Regions from separate parts of the Mus musculus genome. Here all the other regions are linked to region 3. Evidence: chromatin contacts called from public Hi-C data. All regions are on one chromosome and are shown on one strand. The core of a region is the stretch at or near the end of the contact, and the rest is flanking DNA. Distances in the headings are between cores, read along the strand shown. Region 1 has its middle 66 kb from the start of Gm29922. Region 2 has its middle 68 kb from the start of Gm29922. Region 3 has its middle 42 kb from the start of Gm12724.

Evidence for each region. A called contact is a pair of places that touch in the nucleus more often than the background predicts.
Region 1: a contact with region 3 is called in a Hi-C map of uterus, with 1.9 times the contacts expected there. The contact joins two enhancer-like sites. A contact is called at or near these places in 1 of 484 Hi-C or Micro-C datasets (uterus), 3 of 115 datasets of contacts at active chromatin or transcription factors (the 230-238 cell line, fibro-adipogenic progenitors and heart atrium) and 1 of 9 other capture datasets (embryonic stem cells).
Region 2: a Hi-C map of uterus shows a contact between it and region 3, with 5 times the contacts expected there. The contact joins two enhancer-like sites. A contact is called at or near these places in 1 of 484 Hi-C or Micro-C datasets (uterus) and 1 of 115 datasets of contacts at active chromatin or transcription factors (fibro-adipogenic progenitors).

Annotation. Positions count from the first base shown.
Region 1 is chr4:105,910,232-105,913,869 of GRCm38.p6, reverse strand. No RefSeq gene overlaps it. Among named protein-coding and RNA genes, the nearest start is that of Gm29922, 66 kb to the right of the region's middle. Within about 2 kb of position 1,434, at least 11 of the 459 cell types and tissues checked have an H3K27ac peak or open chromatin away from gene starts, as enhancers often do. A contact at or near this core is called in uterus, where this site is marked.
Region 2 is chr4:105,776,020-105,779,925 of GRCm38.p6, reverse strand. No RefSeq gene overlaps it. Among named protein-coding and RNA genes, the nearest start is that of Gm29922, 68 kb to the left of the region's middle. Within about 2 kb of position 1,930, at least 6 of the 459 cell types and tissues checked have an H3K27ac peak or open chromatin away from gene starts, as enhancers often do. A contact at or near this core is called in uterus, where this site is marked.
Region 3 is chr4:106,193,530-106,197,221 of GRCm38.p6, reverse strand. No RefSeq gene overlaps it. Among named protein-coding and RNA genes, the nearest start is that of Gm12724, 42 kb to the left of the region's middle. Within about 2 kb of position 1,516, at least 53 of the 459 cell types and tissues checked have an H3K27ac peak or open chromatin away from gene starts, as enhancers often do. A contact at or near this core is called in uterus, where this site is marked.

The DNA of each region.
Region 1 (3,638 bases), core at 185-2,684, 280 kb after region 3:
ATGGCCTCTGCATCAGTTCCTGCCTCCAGGTTCCTGCCCTGTTTGAGTTCCTGTCCTGACTTCCTTTAATGATGCACTGTGATGTGGCCAAATGAATGCTTTCCTTCCCAACTTGCTTTAGTCACAGTGTTTATCCCAGTAATAGAAACCCTGACTAGGACAGCCCCGAGCCTTGAGCTTGCTGTTTCAGTTAGGCACAAGCTCCTAGAGGAACCATTCTAAGCCCTTAACACTGGGCTTATAGGCTTGATGTTAGGGATTTGAACTCAGGTCCTCTTGCAGTCATGGTAAGTGTTCTTACTTAAGGAGCAATCTCTCAACCCCCTTTCTTTGTTTCTGTTTGTTCTCAGGCTTGGCAAGTAAACTAGGAGCTCACACAGATCTTGCCAGGAAAGATCTCTACATTGACCTATAGTCTCAGCCCTTCTTATGCTTTTTAATACACTAATATCCCAGACATGTTGGGCCCAGAATTTCCATTTCTGGGTCTGAAACTGTGTATCTATCAGCTAGTGGTCAGCTTTTAACACCCCTACTAAAACTGTGGCCTCAGCCAAATAGTAAGCAATAGGTTTTAAACAGCATCACTGAAGATGCCCCAGCTCTAATGTGTGTGTGTGTGTGTGTGTGTGTGTGTGTGTGTGTGTGTGTGTTGGGGGGCAGTCACAAACTTTGTTTGCTACAGAGCTGTCCCAAGGGTTCTAAAGTGAAGAAGGAAAGGCAGAGAGGTATGCATTGGGCTGGTGTGTGTGTGGGGGCAACATGAAGCCTGGAAAGGAGAGGGATAATAGAGATAATAGGGAGATATGGGAGGGGAGAACGGGGGTGGGGGAGAAGACAGAAGAAGAGGGAAGAGGGGAGAGGAAGGAGGAGGTGGTGGGACAAGAGAGAAAGTTGTCAGGCAGATGTGGAAAAGAGTAGAAAGCAGAAGGCATACGGTGAGCAGGCTTTTCTAGCTGACACAATGGTAACTTCCCTACTCACTGGACAGCCTGTTATTTGTGGATTTGAGCTTGTTGGATCAGTACGTTTTATGATCTGAAATAATCTATTCAGAGCCAGTGTCTTGAGGAGAGGGTTGCCTACGGCTGGGATCTCAGTTCACTCTGCCAACAGGGCTTTGAGAAGCCTGTAAGGGTGTCACGGTATCAGGGGACCAAGAGGACTCGCATCTGGTGCTGAGTGAGGAATTGAGATTAAGTGGGGGTATCTGGGGATATAGATCCCCCTCCCCCATTGATGACCAGGCAATGTGTGCCCTAGAGAGAGCCTGGGGTTTTGGCTCTGCAGTTGCTTTGAAAGAAAGAAGCAGATCACTGCATGCAATTTATTATTTTTTAGGACATAATAGCTAACAGTTCTGAAAACACTCTGGCTGTGCTCCACAGCTCATCAACTCGCACAGCGCCAAGGAATGAAGGAGAAAGTCCAGATGTACCAGAGTGCTGCTGAGGTACGGGGTGCTGTGTTTCCTCTCCTAGGGACCTGGGGTAGTCCCCACCTGTACGAGCCCCTTGCACCAATAGCCTCAAGCTTCCTGAATAGTGTTCAGGTTTGATCAGATCCAATAGGAGTCCTAATTGTTGGTGTCGAGAAGTTATGGAAAGTTCAAGGGATGGGACAGACCGGAGGTTTGCCCTGTCTTCTTCTTTGCTGTGGCCTCGGGATGCCATATGGCTGCTGTGACCCTAGATGTGGCTCAGAGGTCTCAGCTCACAGTGTGGGCCCCTCTGTCTGTGCTCCTGCAGGCCTTGAGGGTTGCAGCCTTGGTGTCACCAGGAGGCTCCCAGACCCCTCAAGCTGCACAGCTGTGTGGCTGTCATATTGCCTGTGTTCCTTTAAAGCTAGTCACTGCCCTGACTGTGGGGGCAGAGCTTGGTAGGCCACACTGAACCAAATTCTTCCTTGTCATGCACAGGCCGACCACCACTCATCCACAGCCTGCAGCTCTTTTATTTGAGGAGACAGGTGGAAACAGACCTCCGGAGGGCCAGGCTATGGCCAGGTTCACACTTCACAGCCTTCGCAGCTGTTAGAACTTGGCAAGCCTCCAGAGGTGATCCACTCATGACAGCGTTCATGAAGTAGGATCCCTTTTCCCTTCACAGGGCGATCAGAGGGCTCAAAGAACACAAAAGTATTTAACCAAAGCTGAGAGCTGTGTACATTTGATGATCGTTATTGTGTTGAGCTGATCCTAGAACATAAAGAAGAGATGTGGGAGCCAAGGAAGGATTTCTTGTTCTATTCCCCTCCCTCCCTCCCTCCCTCCCTCCCTCCCTCCCTCCCTCCCTCCCTCCCTCCCTCCCTCCCTCTCTCTCTCTCTTTCTCTCCCTTGCTTCCTTCTGGAGCACCCTAGTATCTGCCTTCAGCCTAGAAAAACATGGAGGAATCAGACTTAGAACATACCATGGCATACAAATAATATTCTCTTAAATGATCAGAGCAAGCAAATATCTTGCCTTCTTCTAGAGAAAGAATGAGGAGATGCTACCTCATGCGGGGGTGGGGGGGGTGGGGGTGGGTTTGTTCAACAGCTTGGCCTTCAGCTGGGGCCACCTGCTTCACCTGTGACAAGTTGGATCCTAGGTGCCCCTTGCTTCTCTGTCCCCTCTTCTATCACTTGGCATGGCTGTGTCCATTTCTATGGACAGTCATGAGAACTACATCGAACCTGCCACATGATTTCCTAGGAAATAACCATCTCTAGAGTGAGAGCTTGTTAACCATCTCCCCTCCCAACCTCCAAGTGCATGCTGCACTGTCCCTGTGGGGAAGATGAACCCTGGGACTTGTATGGAATACCATATTCTCTCGGGGCCCAGAACTCATCTGCAATAGGGAAGATATTTTTAAGTTCTTGTTGTAGCTTCTAGACCTTTCCCCAGCCCAACAGTATTGCTTGGGTTGCACTAGATCTCTATCTGTGCTGTCTTCCAGCTAGTTCCCTGCTCCAGATGTAGTCGGAAACTGGAGACACGGACCAGAAGTCAGCTGCTTCCTCTCTCTGGGCATGCTGTTGTCTATAGAAGGCCTTGGTCTGGATATATGTGGTTCCTGCCTTCTAGCACGGACGCACCCTGATTTTGTTTTAGGGACAGTTTCCTATATGAATGCTTTGTGTCTGCAACTAATGAGCTCTATTTATATTGCTCTCTATGCAGCCAAGGCTCTGAGACAAAACTTGGCTCACTTGCACATTTAAGCCCCTTGCAGAGGCCGTGGTAGACTTGGTATCCTCCAGTTATGGAAACACAGGGCTGGCTTGAGGATTTGGGGAGATATTAACTGGAGAAATCAGAATTAGCTCAGATGCATTAGATGGTTGGGCTAGAATAGGCTGTGTTCTGTTTTGCAGCCATGGGACTGATGAATATGCACAGCCAAATCTGTGTGTGTGTGTGTGCGCGCGCGCGTGTGTGAGTGTGTGTGTGTGTGTACACGTGTGCGCATGCATGCTCCTATATGTGTGCATGTGTGGGTGTGTATATGTATGTGTGTGTGCACATGTGTGTGTGTGTGTATGTGGGGGGAGCATATGCACACACATGTGCATAGATGCATGTCTTCACTCTAGAATCCAGGTGAATATTGAAGGGTTTATTTGGACCTTTACCGTGTACGAATATCTCACCATT
Region 2 (3,906 bases), core at 681-3,180, 420 kb after region 3:
TGGGAGACAGAGTTTGGAGTAGAAGAAACACTTGGGAGAAGACAAACAGAAAGTACAAGGCAGCGGTGAAGGTGGCTGTGTCTGCTCAAGAATAGCAGTGAAGCCAGTGTACTGAAGAAGGAGAAGTAATGCCTGGCAAAGCCAGAGGACTCGGGGCTGGAGAAACTGGGCTTTAGACAATCATAAGGTGTATAAGGTTTATCTTGTTCTAAATAAGATTAGTAAGGTATAATTGGTATGGAGTAAATTTCCCGTGTTTACAGCATACGAATTGATACATTTTGAGGTTTTATATGTCCATGAAACTATTTCCACATTGAAGATATAACAATATCTGTTAGGCGCTCTCTCCAGAGTTTTCTCATGTGGTATGGGGCTCCCGCTTCTGCTTCCTCCTTGCCCTTCACCTCCTCTTCCTTTTCCTCCTCTTCTGCCTCTTCCTCTTCTTCTTCTCCTCCTTTTTCTTCAAAATTAATAATAGTACCACCCCTACTTAGTTGCTATACTATAAATGAAACAAAGGGATGGTGTGTGGAATAGAGCCATGGCCATTGGTCTCAGTTCCTGGTAAGGTCCCCACCCTGCACTCCACTATGGTGGATTTTCTCTCTTGCTCACTTGAAGAATGGCTAGAAGTGTCTGTGCAAGGCCAACTTCAACTATTCCAGACATCTCATTACATTTGGAGAGGTGTGGCCTACAGGTCTGAGCAGAACAGGAAGCGCCCCTCCCCTCCCACCTTTGATAAATATTTCTTGTCAAGATTATCTTACTGGATATACATCCAGCACCCAGCAGTTATCTTCAGGCCTGCTGTAGGGGAAGCCAGCTATTTGGCTTGAAATTGTTTAAGTTGCTAATAAACAAATCTAAGCCAAGTAAATTGCATGGAGAATGTAGCAGGGGGAGGGATACAGACATTCCAATGTCTGCATAATTGTGTTTGGCAATGATGTCTCCTTTGAAGCTAATTAAAAAGTGTGGGCAGGTTATTTTTAACTCTCTTAATTCTTACCCTCAGCTCTCTCCTTATCTTATCCTCGATCTATTCTAAGGAGTAGTAAAACTTTTACTGAGGGGAAAATTCCTAAATAACTGAACGCCATGCTCTGCCCACGTCATCCATACCACCATGGAGTTTCCTCTGCCCAGTGCATGTACTTCTCAAATGCGTTCTCATTCCCATCTGATATGGGTTCTCCTCTGACTGCCCCATGAGACCTTCTCATGCATCTCATGACTCTTCCTGATGCTCAGATGCTCACATAGACAAACTAGATTCATTTTCTCAAGAGCAGATCCATTTACTAGTTACTCATCTGTAACCGTTCTTTTCCTTCTCTCCCTCTCTCTCTCTCTCTCTCTCTCTCTCTCTCTCTCTCTCTCTCTCTCTCTCTCTTTGGTCACCTTTTCTTTTTTGAGAGCGTGTCTCACTATATATCCCCATCTGACCAGGAACTTGCTGTGGAGACCAGGTTGGCCTCAAACTCACAGAGATTCATCTGCTGTGCCTCCTGAGTGCTATGATAAAAGGTGTGAATCATCATGAGTGGTATATAAAATAATTATTTAACAAATGTCAGTTGTACTATTTTGTGTCCCAGCAGGAAAAGCATGGAACATGCATATGAGTAAGAATGATTTAATAAACACAGGAAACTCTAGAATAAGAACCCCAAAGATGGAAACAATGGGGTTCATGTCTGCCGGTCAGAAGTCTGTTTTCTTCTGCTACAGTGGAATACACAGGACTGAAAGGAGGTTTATTACTCCTGGTTCTGGAGACTTAGAGGTCCAAGGTCATGGTGACATCTGGCAATGTGACGAGAGCCTTCTGTTGCATCAGCCTTGACAGAAGGTGGAAGAGAGCATCAGGCGGGGGGGAAAGAAGGATGATTCAGTGCTGATGAAAGGCAGGGCAGGGTCTTCATGACCCAACAACCTCTTAAAAACAGCTCCTGATCACAAACACTGGAGGACACATACAAATCAAAGCACTACCCCTGGGTCAGAAAATGGAGGATGAGGACATAGTCTCCGGAATGTGTGAGACAGAGACAAAGGCAGAGACAGAACCCTGACTGCTGCTCAAAGGATTGCAGCCAATGTATAACATCCTGGTTAGGATGAAACTGGAAAGTTTACACCTAACCTTTGTCTGTTCCTTTGTTTTCTCATTTGCTTGTTTCCTTCCTTCTCTCACTCTATATCTTGTAACACTTTCTCTTGATTTTAATTCTATCTGAAAACAAGCCAAGGGACATGTGTTAATGCCATGCCTATCAGTCTGTCTTCCCGGGCACAAGTCTGGTAGCCAGTTAGGCATGGAGAGGCAGATAAAATATGCTGCACAATACTTTGTGAAAACCAGCGTCTACCGAACTGTTAATAAGAGAACCACCCAGTTGTGCAAATGCATTTGAGCATCCTATACACACTTCCACCTTGCTTGGTAGAAGGTTGGTTCCCCTGCCTTGCAAAGTTGCTTCGTCCTTCTCACCTATCCTGTTGCTGTCCTGCTGTTTTGATTTGGCAGTTCACCCAAATCAGAACCACTGGAGACTTGACACTCACCCTCGGTTCTCCCTTTCTCTTAGGTTACTGCACTTCTACCTACTAATGCCCTGGGTGATAGCACACATTAAGGACTAGCAGATCTTAGAATCTGTTTCCATATGCAGTCAGGAGGACCCCACTTACTAACAAATTTGTTAGAAGAACCTGTGATTTGTCAAACAAGTAAGAAATCAAGAGTGTGAAGTTTTAAGTGAATCATGGATGCTAACACAGGGGAAGACTTGAGACTAGAAGCTAAATTCTCTCTCTCTTTCTCTCTCTGACACACACACACATACACACAAACACATACACATTGATACTATCCACATTCACTCAGTCATTAGTGTTCATGATTCTCTCAACAAATTTCCTAGTTTTATGCTCCCGAGTTCCACATTCACAATAAACTATAATTTTTTTTTTCTATCCATACACGGCACTTCGAGCCCATCAAATAAATCTTCTCCCGTATTTACCACTTCACTGAGCTACACATATATTTCTCCTGGTATTTTATTGGATGATGTTAAAAGTGACATGCATCGTCCTATTTATTTTATTCTTTGCCTTTAGGAATAGGGAAGTAACTGAGGCCTCTAAGAGCCCATTAGAGTAAATTAATTGGATTCTCACTGAGGCTTAGGAATTCTAAAATGAGTTTGTTTGCTATTAGCTTGATTCCAAGTTGTGTGTGTCTGTCAGCTCTCATCTTGATATTTGAGAACAAGCATTGACCGTTGCCTGGGCACTGGCCTTACATGCTCTACAGTAATAATGCCACTGCTCTATGTTTTGCAGGGGCAACATACCCAGAATCCCTTGCATGGTTGTCTGTTTGGCAATATGTTCTCAGCAAGTGAGTTGACTAGACATCTATCTCAGAGCATATTCAGTTGTACATATTTCTAAATGTTTGATATGATTTTCAAATATGGTGTGAAGGTTATGAGACATAGTCCCTTGCAGTTGAACTTAGGTGTCACAAAATGAGAGAGAGAGAGAGACAGAGACAGAGACAGAGACAGAGACAGAGACAGAGACAGAGAGAAAGCACAACATAGGTACAAGAACCATATTTAGCACTAAGTAGGCAGAGAGTTCAATTCTAGGAGATATTAGGGCAAACTTCCCTGAAAATTCTGAAATGAGACCAGGTTTTTACAGGATAAAGGCCATACAGGAGGAGCATGTACAAATATATAGAATTATGAAATAATATACTTCTTCTAAAACATTGGAAGTCTTGCACACACTCATTAAAACGTTTCCACTAGGGATTTAAAAGTGTGCATTTAATAAATATTTTCCATTTACTGTAAACTGCTTAACATGCTGCATAAAAAGACC
Region 3 (3,692 bases), core at 267-2,766:
CAGGAATCTCAGGTGCTAGCTGAATGGGTTCTTACGAGGAGAAAGGAAGCTGAATCCATGATCTAACTAAAGCTACATGACATCCTGCCGGTAGAGGTGTGTGGTAAGGGGTTTGAGTTCCCTAGATGAGGTCAGAGAAGGGAAGTCCTGCCAATGAAGGGGGCCCTCCATATTATGCCAAGTCTCAGAAGGCTATCTGGTCAATGGTAGAATTCAACCTTAATTAGCAGAGTTTTCCCATGTAATATGTGTATAGGTCTGGCACATTGTGGAAGCGTATTGAGAATTGTTTGTCTTTGTTCTTACCGGTTGTCTTTGAATAGAAGACAGGAAAGCCAAGGGGCAGGGCTCAGGGGCTGTGTGAGGAGTAGGAAAGAAGAGCTGGAGGGGATAGAAGACAGCAAGGAACAGTGTCTTCCAGACACAACAAGGATGACACACCTAAGAACTCACAGAGACTATGCCAGCATGCACAGGGTCTGCACGAGTCCCCGTGCTAGGAGGGAAGTGGACACAAACCCACATCCCTAACTCAGATGCTAATCTCCAGGTGATAACCACTCACAAAGCACAAATTAGTTTTCTCCAGTGGAGACTTACTGGATACGCAAACCACACTGAAGGGCAGACCTCTTGACTAGCAGAAGATGGCAACAGGAAATGGGCTCAATAGCATTTGTTTGGGAATTTCTTTTTCTTTTTCTTTTTGGCCTTACTGGTCTTTTGTGTGCATATCATGCTTTCTGATTCTGTGTTTTTATGGTTTTTCTCTCTCTGTTTCTGATGTTTTTCCTTTTTTCTCTTTTAGTTTTATTTTTATTCTGGTTTGTTTGTTGGCCTGTTTGTTTTCTGAAGAGAGAAAGAAAGGTCATAGAGTTGGGTGGGAGGGAAGGGGGAGGATCTAGAAGGAGTTAGAGGAGGAGAAATTGGGATCAGTACATATTATATACTATATATATGTATATATAGTACATGTCACTTGTATAAAATTATTTTCAATAAGAATAAGTGCTAGAAAATTAATTAGAGGGAACTGTTTCTAATTTTGTAGATGAAAAAGCCCAGTTATAGAGACAGATGGCTTTGCTTAGGTGGAGGCCATCTATGGTGACACTGGGAGAAGTCATTGGGCCTAATTCCCAATTCCTATTTCACATATCACACTCCTGCATAAAATGTGGCATATTTGTCATGACTATAGCGTATGACATCATTCAACACTGGCTGGCCACTCTCTCTGTTGCACAATCCTAGGGCTTCATCTTGTTTACCAGGGGAAAAGGTTATTTTGACCAGCTCAGATTTTTCCCTTAGAGATCAAGTTAGTATCTTTATTTATTACTGAAGTTTCAGTCTGTGACAAGTCAAGTTTATGAACAATATTAACCTTAGGACACGGAGAGGGCCCAGGAATGTTTATATTCCCCTGCTGTAAAGTGTTCTCTTGGACTCCTGTCCATCCACAGCATCGATGGGTGTTACCTAAGCTGGAGATGTGGCAATCACATGCTGGTCTGAGTCATCTGGACTTTCTCTCAGCTCCTGCAGGACTTTCCATCTGTGGGTTCTCTTCTCATTTTCCTGTCCTCCCTGGGGAATTGGTTTCAGCTGTGTCTCCTACACTGACAACTGCCAGTCTCCAGGCCAGCTCTCTCTGGCCACCTTTAGATTTCCATTTCCAATGTTTTCTGGACAGATCCAAAGGAAGGTCTTTGGAGACCTCCACCCTAGCCCTCCCCTCCCACAGGGTGTTGACACCTTCCAGATCTGCTGCTCCGACTGACAGACATCTGGAGTGGTACCTCTGTCCACCAACGGGGAGGCAGAATAGTTAGCTACAGGAACGTCTCCTGTCACTTCCCAAACACACTCTGTATTTTTAGTCTAAGTCTCTGATGTGGACCACAGGCACTGCCTGCTCAGATCCAGCTCTACCCAGCTTGGTTTCTGGTGCTGTCTGTCACTCATCGCTCCACTCTTCTATTTACCTTACATTGCCACTGATGTCTGGGAGAGCCCAATTGCTCTTACAGACTGTTTCCTTCGATGCCTTGATTTCCCAGTTGTGTCTAGCTAACACATCCTCATCTGTTGGGTCTCAGCTCAGATTTCATGTCTTAGGGATCCCTTTCTAGAGACTTCTGCACCACTGCAATTGAAATGTTCCTATTACTTTTCTTCTGCCATAGGTTCCAAGTTATAATTGCAGGTTTATCTTGATGCCCATGTGATTATTTATTTTAGTTAAGCATTTTTCATCGATTGTACTTGGGGCTGTGTTATATAAGGGCACTTTCATACGAATACAAATTTCATACAAATTGAGTATAGTCTCCCACCATATCCTCTTCCTTTTCTTCTTCCCTCTTGTCCTGTTAGGTTCCTTTATTCCCTTTGTCAGCTTCCCTCTACTTCCATGCCACAGATACATGCATAATTCCTATAATATAAAATCTAGGAAACACAAAATAGAGAAAACATGATGTTTGTCTTTCTGAGGCAGGATTAATTTGCTCTGTGATTATCAGCAGTTGTATTGACTCTCCTGCAAATGTTATAACTTTGTTCTGTGCCATGGTTAAAACAAACTCCATTGTGTATATACACAACATCTTTGTCATCTGTTCCTTCATTGATGGATGCCTCCCTATTATGGGTAGTGTTGCAGAAAACATCAATGCGCAGGTATCTCTGCGATGTGCTTGCTCAGAGTTCTTTAAATATCCAGGTTCACTACCTGGCAGAAGCAATTTATGGGAGGAAGAGCTCCTTTTGGCTCAGAGTTAACAGGGTTTCAATCAATCACGGCAAGTAAGGTACGGTGGCTGGAGTGAGTCAGTCACAGGATTGGGAATGCGCAGAAGCTCTCTCTCACACGTCACTCACCAGGAGACAGAGTTCTAGCAGGACCTGGGCATGGAACCCTCAAGGCCTACATCATCTGGCTAGGTCCTGGGTCCCAAAGGTTCTGCAACCTACTAAAACAGCCCCATTAGCTGGGGACGAAATGTTCAAACATCTAAGCTTGTTGAGGACATTTCACATTCAAATAATGACAGCTAACTTCGGAACAATGGTCTCCCCTGATACCTGCACAGTGTGCTTGGCATAAAGTGAGCCCTCAGTAAGTAGCCATTCAATAAACGAACAAGCAGTCTGTGTTCAGATGCAGCTCTTCCATTTCCTCCTCCAAACAAGAACGACTACCAACTTCCTTTAACCTTATGTCCTGTGTGTTTCTCCAACCTTCCCTTCTCTCCATCTTCTCTGCTGGCCTCATAATCTAGACTTCTGTGGTTTCACAATGACAATACTAAAATCACATTTTCAATGGTAACTACACCACAATTCTTGCTCCATACACAGCTATGAAAGGACCTTTTTATAATAACAGTTTGTTTATACTACTGTGTTGCTCAAACCCTCTCAAGATGTTCTTTGTTGCCTCTTGACATGTGGCCAAGGTCTTTTGTAAGATCTCGCTGGCATTCACGGTTAGCCTTACCTTTCTCCACCTTCATTTCCCTCCACTCTTTACACATCTCTGTGTTTGCCAGAAAGCACACTTCTTGAGTACAAGGATATCATTTGATGTATTCATGGCTCTAGCCAAGTTACTTCATTTTAGTTATTCATGGCTGCATTGTAACCTCTATCCAAATACACAAATCATTAAAACTATAGCCACTTGT